Linked DNA regions of Mus musculus: region 2 is linked to region 1. Evidence: chromatin contacts called from public HiChIP or PLAC-seq data. All regions are on one chromosome and are shown on one strand. Each heading gives the region's core, a stretch centred on a gene start, on an enhancer-like site or on the middle of the called end of the contact. The rest is flanking DNA. Distances are from core to core; before and after follow the strand shown. Region 1 overlaps Arid1b (AT rich interactive domain 1B (SWI-like)). Region 2 has its middle 11 kb from the start of Snx9.

Region 1 (6,724 bases), core at 2,862-5,361:
TGAGCACACCACAGTAATCACACAAGATGGAGAAGCCAACCGCTAAAAAGAATTAAAGCAGACTCAGGGAAAGAGAGAGTCCCCAGACCTTTTCTCACTTCCTCAAATACTTTTATGTTCATTATAAAATGCTTTCTCTGTATTATTGCTTCAAGAACTTTACTGGCCTATGTTCGAAGTGTACCCCCACAGGAAGCAATACTTCAGTTGTAAAATGCTAATTTTTTCATATTTGGGAATAATTTTTATAAGGATTGATCAGAGGCACATCTGATATATAAGTATTAATTCAATAAGTCATTCCTAAGCCCGCTCAAATTTGACTTTAAAACCGTCCACTAATATAGTCTTTAATTCATCTTACTGTTCAACTTGGCTTCAAGGATTTTCCAACATATTGGCTCTTTCAACACCAGCCACTTTGACATTCTCAACTGACTTGAAAAACTGACACAGCTTGGGAAGAAGCCAAACTGCAGTCATGGGGAAGGGAGGAGAACAGCTTCACCATAGAGAAACAGCTGGTTTCAGCTTGGTACTGGAGAGACGCTAAAAGACGCACAATATTGGCTCCCATCTTCTCCAGGATCTTCCCTTCTCCTGCCTTGCAGCACAGAAAGCAGCCTGGTGATGTAACTGGCGTGGTCATAGCAATGCTATTAATAGCAATGCTATTAATCAGGGACCTCTCCACTGAAACCCACCCCCAGTTGTGTAAGACCAACAAGTAAGTGTGACAGAAGATACATGTTGTTATTGTCACTAGAAAATCAAGCCCTCAAAACATACTGCCAAGATCATGTCCCCAGGGAAAGCCAGAGTCGGTCAGCCTCTAACTACATGAGGGATAGGCCTACCTCCACCACTGCCCCCTCCCCATGAAAAGACCTCATTGGTCAAAGGCGCACTTGCATCATGGTACCCAGGAGACTCAGGATAGGTATATCAAATGCCTGCCACCTACCAGACCGGGAAAGAAAATCCTCTGAGAAAGGGAATTTACACCACACAAGAACCACTTGGTCAAGCTAGCTCTGACTTCTTGCATATTGTGGATAGATACAGCATACATCTTTGACTAACCTGAGCCATCTACTGGGTAGTTTCCTGCCACACCAAACCTGCACACAACTGGTGATGCCCCAGTACTTCAAAACTGCACACATATCTGGGATGAACAATTTAAGAATTATTCCACTGTTTGCTGGCTCGAAACCGTCGATGGGAGGCTTAATACACTAGGTGGAGCGTGCCAAATTACCAACACCGGACAACTGACAATTCTAAGATGCAGTTTAATGTGAAGATTCTCGACTTGGAGAACCAAGAGCTAAGAACTTTGGAGCAGGGATGTGGGTTCTTGCCTGCCTTTGTTACTAGAGAGGACACAGGGTCAGCGGCTTGACCTCTCGGCCTTCATGGTGGAAAAACTCAGAATAATATTTTCGGTTACTCTTCTCTGAGGGGGAAAAATAACTGAGCAAGACTCTAGAATCAGTCAAGGCAGCTTTTAAGACATTTGGAAAGGAGATAGGGGTGGCAGAAAATGAAATTCCTATACTGTTCTCTCTTAAAATGCCTTGCCTGACTTTATTGAATAAGATGTCTTTGGGGTGAGGGGGAATAGACAGAGACAGACAGAGACAGTTAAACTCCTAGACAAGTAGTCTTTATTGTGAGTTAGCAGGCAAAACTCTTTACTCCATATGTAATACAAATCCCGAAATTAGGTCTAAGGTCTTTCAGACATTCCCTCATGGTGTCCCTCAAGGCTTACCAGACAGTGTCATCCCAGCACTTGGGAGGCAGAGGCAGAAAGAAGGCCTGCAATCAAGGCAAGCCTGGTCTACACAGCCAGGGAAAGGTCAAGGCTAGCCTGGTCTACATAGCCAGGGCTACATTGTAAGACCTTGTCTCAAAAATTAAAATCAAAACATCTTATGTCACTTAGCTGAGACTTAGTTTTTTTATGATATTTATTTATTTATTATATGTGAGTACACTGTAGTTATCTTCAGACACTCCAGAATAGGAAGTCAGATTTCATTACAGATGATTGTGAACCACCATTTGGTTGCTGGAATTTGAACTCAGGACCTTTGGAAGAGCAGTCAGTGCGCTTAACCACTGAGCCATCTCCCTAGCCCTATGGTCTTTTTTTTTTTTTTTTAAGAATCAGCTGTTTTCTCAGCTGATGTATTGGCAATGTTCAAGTGGGGATAAGTTGCCCTTGGTCCACTTTCTAACATTTTCTAACAAGTATGTCTCTTACCCTCTGAATTTCAAATAAGTTGGCTTTCAGAATTTGTGTTTTTTCTACATTTTACATTCATGCCTTCCTATAAAGTCAGAGTTGAAAAGTAGGCTGAGATAGCCCCTAACAAGAGATGAAACCTGGTGAGCAGCACTGCATCAAACCCTGCAGGGGAGTGTAAACAAACCACCCTCCAAACCAGTAATGCACCTTTAGCTGAGACTCAAGCTGTAAGTGTCTCAGCGACCAGCAGATGGCAGAAGAAAGGACTCATACATTTATCACTTTAAATTAGGCTCAATGGCCAAGCAACAGGGAGGAAACTTGGTCCTCTGTATCCGTAAGAATTTCTAACAGATGTCAGCATTTCAGTTAAATTAGAAACACCAAAGCCATCCCCTCCTACTGAGTCCTGTGAACGTGTAAGAAATGTAAAAGAGCTTATGGCTTGATTTCAAGGGCACTGTTACTTTAAACACTCCTCGGTCGGCGTTACAGTCACATCCACAGAGTTATCCAGGAAACTCATTACAAAGCTCATCTTGGGATGACAGCAAGGGTGTGGAAGAATTGGTACTAAAGTAACTTCAAAGAAAGGTGAATGGACATCTGTCTTTAACAAGCTGGTACACTTTGCAATTGGATGCAACAATACCCAGAATTTTACTCTAAACCAGCAACACTGTGAGGGTGGCCCACGAGACACAATGTTTGTCCAGCTGGCACTGACATGCTTGTGTTTCATGGCTGACGCAACATCCACTCTACTTGCCTGCATCACGCGCCGACCGTGGAGTCTGTTAGTCCTCTACTTACCTCCTCACGGCCAGCCATTAGCTACTTCTGTGAAATACATTGTGGCAAAGTGTCACAGAAGTGATCTGCGTCCTTTACTTTGGGAGTAAGTTGGCTCACAGAGCATGGCTGTGCTCTCTATGGCCACCATTAGCAGGCTAACTACTGAAGTGTTGCTGGCCAAACTCAAGGGATATTTAATTTTAGTTAAATTGTATTAATTTGAACTTGCATGGCTACATATGTGATTAATTCATAGATCTAATGTCCAACTTGTACACTGAGTGCAGACAAGTCCTAAGATGCTTAAAACCCAGAAAGACTGGGAGCAAAGGGCGTCTCGTGAGTTCTAGCCAGATGCCTTTTATGTGAATTGGCACAATAACTTCACCCTATTCTCACTGGTTGCTGGTGTCATTGCTGTTTTATCCTCACCTGTGACATTCATGTATTCTGTCATAACATCTGCTTGTATATGAAGGATGTGAAATATAGATTATTTCAGAATAGTTTATAATGACCAGGCTGAGATAAACCCAAATATGACTTAAATTGTGGGCAAATATAATCGCTAGCCTACACAGATTTTCACAATTAAACATACCTTATTTTGAAAAACAATCTAAAGTTTACTTCTGTTTGGTGACATTTTACAGATTAACCTCTTTGTTATTTGTAACTTTTAGATGAAGGTGGAACCCCATTCTCTTTTGCAGAATTCGGGGAGCAGATTCCATTGAGGTTGTTCCTTGCATTCCCACAAAAACACAAAAGATGCAGAGACACAGATAGTTCTGTGAATGGAGCGCAGTAGAACGAAGCCCGGCGAGGTCAATGAATAGTAGTGTAGAACTTGACTAACACATGTATTTATCTAAATGAAGACAGACCACAAGCAGCCAGGTCAACTCTCCTCACTCAGCAAACACCCAGTGGGTAGTCTTCCTTTTAGTGGCTCTGAGGCGCAAGTGAAAAAAACCACCACACTCTATACTGACCCACATAACGGGCAGGCAGTGAGACAGGAATGAATCAGCGATAGGCCCTGACAAGGCTTTCAGTCCCGAGACTGAAAATCACAACCATTACACAATCGGACCTCTTGAGCAATCATTAACACACATTTACTGTTACCCATGCGAGCCAATGAACAGACAAAATGAAGTCTCTAAGTGAACACTCTTGCTGGGAACAAAAGGCCACACGACATAACTGGGCCAGGCCTCCCTCATCATGCCGGCTCTCCTGCACAAACGACAGTGCAAAAGGAAGGTGGCTCAGGAGAAATTCCAAATGAGTGATGAAGGCGGTAACGGTGCAGACCCACAGGAAGCAAACCCCACAGAAGCACATGGAAGAGAGGACAGGAGGAGCGGCTAGGCCTCAGACGTGACTGAGGTGCAGGGGGTAAGGAACACAGAGTCTAGAAGAATTTAGGAAGGTGTGGGCTCAGAAGGAGACAGAGGGGATGGCGTACTTTGGGTCTCTTAAGTGGATAGCCACTTTGACCTTAGAGGCCATCTTCTTCTTTAACGTCTATTCAACCAGATGTGCATAAAGAGCCACACATGGAGCTAATCACACTCAGGATTTACTCGAAACCCCTATTCATGGTTACTTTAACTTACTTGGCCTTTTGTATTTCATAGCAATCAATTTTAGGTGCCCCAAACAAGTACTAAAAATTATTGCCAAAATAATATAAAAAGCGAAGTGGTAAGGAGGAACAGTGTTTGTGTGTGCACGCACACATCAAGTACTAGGAACAATAGAGAACCGAGAACCAGTTTGATCAAAACTGTCCCTAGGTCGCAGTTTCCCTCCACTAGTGAAGACAGGTGTGGCCCATGGCTTATTAGTAAGGCATTTCTATTCACTGTGAAGCTTGTTTGTAAAAATACCCACAATTAAAAATTAATCAACCATCTTAATTATACAAATAAAAATGAAAACCTTAAGAAATCTGAAATTACTTAAAAGTTTGGAACTCTGTGACACTTCCCCCATCCCTCAAAGTGCCGCAAGCCTTTGAGTTCTTTTTGAGATGAGCCTTGGTAAGCAATATAGCAGCACTCATGTGATGGTAACACGTAAGCACAAGGAAGCTGTGCGCCACGAGAAGACCTGAAGAATATTACTTTCCAGTCATTCCTAACAATCGGGTTCGTTTTATATGATTTTCCCAGGTACTAGTCATCATATTCAGACGCAAAAATTTCTTATCTCTGGGTGTCCACACAGTTGAGACCTTGGCCAGTGACACTGAATGTCATCTGAACTAATATGAAGCTTACAGGTTTTAGTTTGGCCTACACTAAGGGAATAATACAATAAGTGAATACTTGAAAACAAAAAAATGAAATAAAGTAACAAAGAAAGAAAAAGAAAAGAAAAACCAGATGTATGTGGGTCAGCCACTGCTGTGGACCCGGAGGGGGCTATGTCCTCGCAGAGACAGTACAAACGAGCTACCTACAAGTCTACAAGTGAGGCAGCCGTCTTCACTCTTTTCAGCAATTCTAACAGGAAGGCTGCTGATTGTGACTGGCGCTGAACACTGACATTTCCTAAATAGTGAGGCACAGTTTCAAGCCGAGGCACATTGGCTAAGCTCCAGAAGACATTTGTTTTTAAAGACACAAGTCTTCAAAAACTTTTACAAGTCCTATAGATCTGCAAAAATAAAAAGCATCTAAAACACTCTGCAGATCTGGACAGTTTATTAGGAAAAGGTTCTTATAAATGAAATTTAGGGCTATAAACGTAATGTGGCTGGACTGGTTCCACACATTGCAGAAGGCAAGCGACCGGCCAGTGGGTGGTGCACCAGAGATGCTGGCTCACTAATCCTCCCTCCTTTTACTGCAGTTATAAATACAGTGGGTCCTAGAGATAAGATCACAAGTTTATTAACTATGCAGTGAATATTCTGCATGCATGCTGGGAATTAAATACAAAACCAAAGATTCAGAAGACGACGGTCTTGTGTTAAATATTATAAATACTGAATTAATTGTGCTCAGAATTATAATACTTAGTAATTTCTAACATGAAATATAAAAACACATTAAGCTTTTAACATATAAACTTATAGCATATATGTATTAGGTATAAATTTATATTTTCTTTTTCATTGTGATGCACAATCTTAGTGCGTTTACCGCCCTGAATAGAGTTGATGGGGTAGTCACCTCACCTTATTAGCGTAACCATAGCCCGTAAGTACACTGACTGGCAGGTCACACAAATACACCAGCTTTGAATGTGATTGTGAAGGTGCAGAGCAGGAAAGAGTCAGGTGAGCGTAGCCCGGCACATGCTTGCAGGTCCCCACCCACCTCAATGGCACCTACTCTACACCTCAGACCCCTGACAATGAACTCAGGCTGCTCCAGTGTGGCTCCTCATGTACATATATGAGATGAAAAGGCTTTCCACAGCTATCCTGACCCAAAGTAGCACTCCTTCCTTCCTTGCTCCTGCGAGGTCTCTGTATAATCCAGGCCTTCAGAACCCAGCCCAGGGTCCAGCCATCTAGAAAGACTTCCCTTTGCTCTGCGCCTGTGCACTCTGCCCTCCCCATGCATCTCTAACAGCAGGCATCTAGCATGGACTGCAGCCCACTCCAGGACAACGCGTCTGTTCACAGGCCTTTGCCAGGCGTGGGCTCCCGGG
Region 2 (6,724 bases), core at 2,362-4,861, 620 kb before region 1:
ATAATAGGAAAGTAATCAAGATAGCAGTCCACATAAGAGTTGCCATATCTATATATATCAATGGTATATATTAGTTATAATAATTCTTTTTTCCCTCTCTGGTCAAAATTAGTCTGTGCATTCATTGTAGTAACTCAAAGTCCAACTAAGTGCAGCTCAATTGATGTGAAAGGAACAAGGGGCCACCGTGGTAGGAAGCTTGGAAGGGCAGGGGTACTGCTGACTGTGGCGGACAGCCTAGATCCTGCACATGGAAGGTGTCTGTCCACTTCTTCTTCCCACCTTGTGCCATGAGTTTGCTAAGGTCATCTCATTGTGATCTGAATGAGATGGCCCCTAGGCATGGCATTTGAATGCTTGGTAGTCAGTTCACCAAACTGCACCCCACCCCACCCCCACCCCCCATGGCTCCTAACCCTCTGGAACCACAAGCCCAAGAAATATTCCCTTCTAAGTGGCCTTGGTCATGGTGTTTTATTATGAAAGAACAGTCACTAAGAGATTTGGTGACCCTGAAAATAAACCGGGACTGTTCCTCATTAAGGAGTCACCTGGTGCCCTGGTGCGGTTACAGGCATTGGAGATAAAAGACTGTGGCTGTCTTTGAACTTGTCTGCAGAGTGAAGAAGGGAGGATAAACCACAAATGTTCCTAGTGCTTTCAGAGTGCACTGGAGTAAAAGAGGGGCTAGTGTTATGAGTGCAGGTGAGCAGAGAGCTTAGTCTCCTGTAAGGTTCCCCCGGGGTCTTAGGCTAGCTGACAGTGGTGGATACATGTACAGCTTTTTGCTTTGTCTTGATGGAGTGAGGCTGGCCGTTTTTCACCTTTGCCGCACTCTGAGTCTCTCTCCCTTCCCCACCCTGCTCATCCTGATATCTGAGAAACACAGGGTCATGAATAGTAATGGGCCAGAATGTCCATTCAGGATTGTTAGCATTTGAACGGGCCTGGAAGGGTCCATAGAAACAGCTGGAGCAACATGACAACTCTCAAGCTGCATACATGGTGGGCAGAGAGCTGGCTCACAATGAAAACTAGGGCAGAAACTGTTTGTTCCTGGGTCTGGTCCGCACTAAATGCTTTGTTGGGTTTGGAATTTGATTAGGGAAGCAATGCTAAGACTGGCTTACAGGACCCATGCTGTATCCTGGGATCCGGCTTCAATTGGACCATCGGAGATAGACTAGAACGAGCCCTCAGATCTATATCCAGTGTGGGGTAGAGGACATGTGGTTTAGCTGCCCCACAGTGTGAATTACATTCCTTGTCCCAGAGAGCTCTGTTCTTCAGACCACTGATCAGAAAGAACTGTCTGTCACCCACTGCTGAGTACTGAACCCGGAGCAGACGTCCAGGCCCCGCACTTGACAGCTTGAAACTTATCTCTACCCCTCAATGCCTATGTGAGCCTGTATTCCTTCATTTTGACTTCTTTGTACTCAAATGTCTGGGGAGAATCTGTGGACACTAGTGGGATAAAAGATATTCTGTGGCAGGGAGGGAGGATCTTGATCCATAATACCCATTTTTGTCATAGTCTGGTCAGGTTGCTGTAACAGAATATTGTGGGTTATGTGACTAATGAATAACAGGCATTTATCTCTTATATAGGTAAGAGACTGGGACTTCTAAAGTCGAGGTTCTGACAGGCTTAGTATCTAGTAAGCCTTGCTTCCTGATTCACACACAGCTATTGTTAAAGAAAAATCAAGTCTGTGTTTCCTCCCAGCCCCTGCCCCTGAAAGGATGACTCTGAGACTAAGTGTTTATTATTAAGTGCCTAGGCCATACTCTTTGGCTCAGTCCTTGACTTGCTCATGAGTTATTTAACCCATCCATAGTTATTCTATGTCTACCACTTGGTTAGTTACCTATCCACAGTCCTCACCTGCTTCTTCCTTTGTGCTCCCTCCATGTCTTGCTCCAGTCTTTCCCTTTGTCTCTCTCTCAAATCTTCTTTATTCTAGCTTGAGTTCCAGCTACCTCTGGTTTGTGTCTCCTTGGGGCTCTCTTGAGTCTCTCTCTCTTCTATGCTATTTCCCAGAATCCTCTCATTTCCTGCTAGTGTCCCACCTCCTATTTCCTGCCTTGGCTCATTGGCCATTGGCTTTTTTATTGACAAGTGATGCTTACAAGCTATCCTTTCTCCGAATCTGTCATTGGCTTACAGAAGTGAGTGGCTTTCCTCCCAGGCCTCTTTTTTTTAAAAGGCACTCATCTTATTCCTGAATAACTTAGTCTAAACAGCAAAGGACCCACCTCTAAACACTACCACATCAGAACAGAAATTCCTACAACCTTCTTTTAGGGAAAGACAAATATCCAGTCTACAGCCTAGTGATGGTCCCTCTGGGTCTCTTTGAAGATCAACCTTTGACTGGAGTGGCATTTTGTTCTTTTTGGGGGACTGAGGGTACTTGACACAGGGTTTTTCTGTATAGCCCTGGCTGTCCTGGAACTTGCTTAGTAGGCTAGGTTGGCCTTGAACTCACAGAGATCCATTTGCCTCTGCATCCCAAGTGCTGGGATTAAGAGCATGCACTGTATTCTGTCCTAACAGATCCTAGCAGTTATCAATAGTGCCATAACTAGTGGGCCACCCAGCTGTCAATATCACACTGCAGTTCTCAGTTCTATCACATGTCCTGCTGATCCACGACACGGTGCTTCCAGCACACATGTGATTCACACTGCTGCCCACATCTGCTCAGGTCTGGCACCTTTCTCTCCGGCATCTCTTTCTCTGACCTTTCCTAATTTTCGATCTGTCTCAGGCCTGCCGCATCTGAAGCCCCTGGCCAAATCTGCCTATTGCCACTACTCCAGTTCCTTAAAAATTTTTTTTAGATACTTCAGAAAATTTTCTGTTTCTTTTTTAAAGCAAATTTTGTTACTTTCTATTTATTTTGTTCATGCTCATGTGCACAGTTGCCTGTCTGTACACTGTGGCTTGAGTGTGGGAATATTAATAACTCCAGAAACATAAGATTCTTAGAAACAGTCACTATCTAGCTGCTATCTGTCCATACCACTGCTTGGAAAATAAAGATGTGGGTTTCAGTTGATAGCTGTGTGTGTTTATTCACTGAGGAGATACATACAAGAGCCTTGCTCAGCTCAGACCTTGGCTTTGATACTGGTGAATCTGGCTCATTAGGTACATTTTATTTCATTTTATGCACCATTATGTACAGTCTTTGAGAGACAGCAGTATGTAAAGAGTTATGGTAGAGACGGCGAAATCATCAACTGTGTATTTTGTGTGTTCTTAGTGCTTAAACTATGACAAGGTAAAGAAGCCACTCATTGTGACAGCTTGGAGACAGCTGACCGGCTCTTTGTGCTTGTTAGACCAGTGTCTTCTGTTCTCCCTACAGACACAATTGATCTGTTATGTAGACAAGAGCCATGGGGGCAGGGTGGGGGTGCGGTAGGAGCAGGGAGCCACCTGCATTGCCTAGAACCTGTGGTTAGAAAAGTAAAGAATACAGAAGCCATAAAAGCAGAACTGGCTGGGAGGAATTGGTCAAACTGCACACTTCCCATCTCAGACTCCAGTACAGCTGTCCCCAGCACTAACCAGCAGCCAGACTTTGACCGCCAAGGCCAACCCAAGCTCTATCTTGTTTTGACAAATGTAATTGTTTAAGGGGAGATAAAGGTCCTGTTTGCTTCCTTGTATAAAGCCAGCCTGGAGCATCTTTAATAGACTAAGGTGATCCTGAAGGGGGGCTGTGTACTTTTGTGCGTGGTTAGCTCCCTGGGGACTCAGATGCTCTCAAGGTCCCATGTGCGTAGCCTGAGGGACCTAATGGGGCAAGCTTTGTTCCTGATAGACACAGGTGGAATTTTGGGAGCTGGAGTAAAATGAAAATTGGAGGCCCTTATTTAAAAATATTAGGGATTGTGAGATAGCAGTGTGGCACATTAAATGGAACACCTGGCCTCTATCCCTCGACTGTACAGGCCTTACTCCTGCAGCGCCAGCTGGCCCAGGCTACACAAGAGCTCTCTGTCACCTATGAGCGACTGAATCAGGATGTGTTAAGAAAGGGTACATTTAAAGCCGTATCTTGAAAAACAGGGTTGTTTGTTTGTTTGTTTGTTTGTGAATGGCTTGGACAAGACTCAACTTTGAAATAAACAAGTACGTTATAGCTCCTGGTGTCAGGAAAACCAGGTTTCCTGGGACCGAGGCTGCTGTGTAACACTCAGGCTAAAAAGACAGGTAGAGGGCAGATCCTGTGCTTTGGAAGGCAAATCCCACAGGGGTACAGAGGTCAAGCTGGCTGCCCACTCTGGTGAGGAGACTGTTTAAAAGGCTCTTCTGTGTTTGGTGACATCTTCTCACAGAAGGGTTATGATGGCTCTACCCTGAAATGGCTCCTCACAAAAAAACTTGAGATGACCAATAGAGTCCATAGGCAGCTATTGGTTTGTCCTGAACTGACGTCCTAGGTCCAGCAAACTAAACCGAAGTTCATACTGAAGTCCTGCACAGCTGAGCCACAGCTGCTTTATCTGAGCTTCCAAGAAGACAAAGGCCAAACTCAATAAGGGGATTCGGCCAGCCTGATAAGGGAGTCTCTACCTATCTTACAAATTCTGACACAGGAAGTGACCTTAAAATGACCAATCAGCCTTTTGTTCTGTTTCCCCTTTCCTCTGCCCTTTTCTGTCTTTAAACTCACCCACACACACACAAATACACACACCTCAGCTTGTCAGAATATTCAGTTTATATTTATAAAATGAGAAGTTGCCTAGGATTGCAAATAAACACCAGGAAAGACGTTCAGGTTACATAGGTTGTAATCTTCTCTTTTGACAGCATCTGCTGACCGCGACGGGACTTGAAAGATGTGGCAGGTGATTCCTGAGACCTCCTGAGCACCCCAGGAGAGGCTCTGTGGTCCCCTGTTGATGTGTCCTGTCTTCCTGGCAGAGGGCCCTCCTCCTCCCACTAGCCTCTGCTTGCTTTGCATTGAGAACCAGATCTCTTTCTGACTTTCAAAGCCAGGATTAGTTTGTGTGGTGAGAGAACATAGAGCCTTTCAGAGTCTTTGGGGTTGGGGGATGGGGTGCGGGGGTGGGGGGGGAGGTGAGGGCGCACTGCAGGGCTACGGACTGGCAGCAGCTATGCTAGGGCTAGCGGCAGGTATCACATGAAACCTCAGCTGTCCCACTGGGTCCGACCTTAGAAGCGAAGGGCAATCACTGGATGGGGTTTAGACCAGAGAGGTTTTAGAATTTCGCCGGTGCTCTTCCACCCCGGATTCTTTGTTCCTTTCCCTCGCACACATGCACAACACATCGATAGGATCCCTAACAACAGCTGTGTTGATATTGAAGTTCCCATGCGGTTGTTTTTGTGCTTGGTGAGGCGAACTCATTTTCAGTTTCTTAAACGGGGTTAGTCAGTTGTCACTAAGTGTGTAGGCTGTCTTTTCCCCTCTGATCTGCAACTTAAACAGCACTATCTGTGTGGGTGTGCTGTTGGCTTCTTCAGTGGATTTTTTAAAAAATTTTTTATTAGGTATTTTCTTCATTTACATTTCAAGTGCTATCCTCAAAGTCCCCCATATCCACCCCCTCCCTCCCCCCCCCCCCCCCCCCCCCGCCACTACTCTACCCACCCACTCCCACTTCTTGGCCCTGGCATTTCCCTGTTCTGAGGCATATAAAGTTTGCAAGACCAAGGCACCTCTCTTTCCAATGATGGCCTTCAGCTCCTTGGGTACTTTCTCTAGCTCCTCCATTGGGGGCCCTGTGTTCCATCCAATAGCTGACTGTGAGCATCCACTTCTGTATTTGCCAGGCCCTGGCATAGCCTCACAAGAGACAGCTATATCAGGGTCCTTTCAGCAAAATCTTGCTGGTGTATGTAATGGTGTCAGCATTTGGAGGCTGATTATGGGATGGGTCCCCAGGTATGGCAGCCTCTACATGGTCCATCCTTTTGTCTCAGCTCCAAACTTTGTCTCTGTAACTCCTTCCATGGGTGTTTTGTTCCCAATTCTAAGAAGGGGCAAAGTGTCCACACTTTGGTCTTCGTTCTTCTTGAGTTTCATGTGTTTTGCAAATTGTATCTTGTATCTTGAGTATTCTAAGTTTCTCTTTAGTGTACTTTTTACTTAGGGTATTTTTAATATGTGCCAATGTCCTGTTGTTGTAGTTACTGTTATTCATATGTCTTTTTATCTATTGTAATGAGTACATTTCAGTGGTTTAACAAATTACATTTTTTTTTAATGTTGGGGAGGGCTGTGTTTAACACACTCACTCAGGAATCCTGGCTGTCCCCACTAGTGACTTCAATATTCTAAAGGTCTTTAGTGATCATCAGCATCTGGTGACGTATTGGAGGAAAATACTTACTTTGGTGGCATCCAAGCACTTGGTCTCATTCAAACATAAACAATGCAGTAAAAAAAATGCAGTGTAATTGGATGCCCAGAGAAAAAGGGAAACGAGCCTCGTCAATACATAGCTCTCCTGATCTCATGAAAGGACATAAATACAGTAAGGTATGTCAGAACTGACCACGTAGCTCATCTTACAATTTCCCCCAGTCTTACACCTCTTTTTCTATTTTCTCTCTTATATATTTTAGTGTTTTTAGAGAGCCCATTAGATTTTGTGGTAGGAAGCCTTTAAAATAGCCTCCAGTGATTCCTATTGACAATGTTCATTACCCTAAGTGTCTCAAGCACAGGCTATCCAT

What was found. HiChIP or PLAC-seq counts read pairs in DNA pulled down with a chosen protein or histone mark.
Region 2: a contact with region 1 is called in an H3K27ac HiChIP or PLAC-seq map of microglia, with 7 times the contacts expected there. The contact joins two enhancer-like sites.

Annotation. Positions count from the first base shown.
Region 1 is chr17:5,204,363-5,211,086 of GRCm38.p6, reverse strand. All of the region lies in intron 4 of Arid1b (AT rich interactive domain 1B (SWI-like)), which reads right to left. The region is part of intron 2 of Gm34854 (a long non-coding RNA gene); the gene reads left to right. Among named protein-coding and RNA genes, the nearest start is that of Gm34854, 17 kb to the left of the region's middle. Within about 2 kb of position 4,111, at least 90 of the 459 cell types and tissues checked have an H3K27ac peak or open chromatin away from gene starts, as enhancers often do. A contact at or near this core is called in microglia, where this site is marked.
Region 2 is chr17:5,826,913-5,833,636 of GRCm38.p6, reverse strand. No RefSeq gene overlaps it. Among named protein-coding and RNA genes, the nearest start is that of Snx9, 11 kb to the left of the region's middle. Within about 2 kb of position 3,611, at least 78 of the 459 cell types and tissues checked have an H3K27ac peak or open chromatin away from gene starts, as enhancers often do. A contact at or near this core is called in microglia, where this site is marked.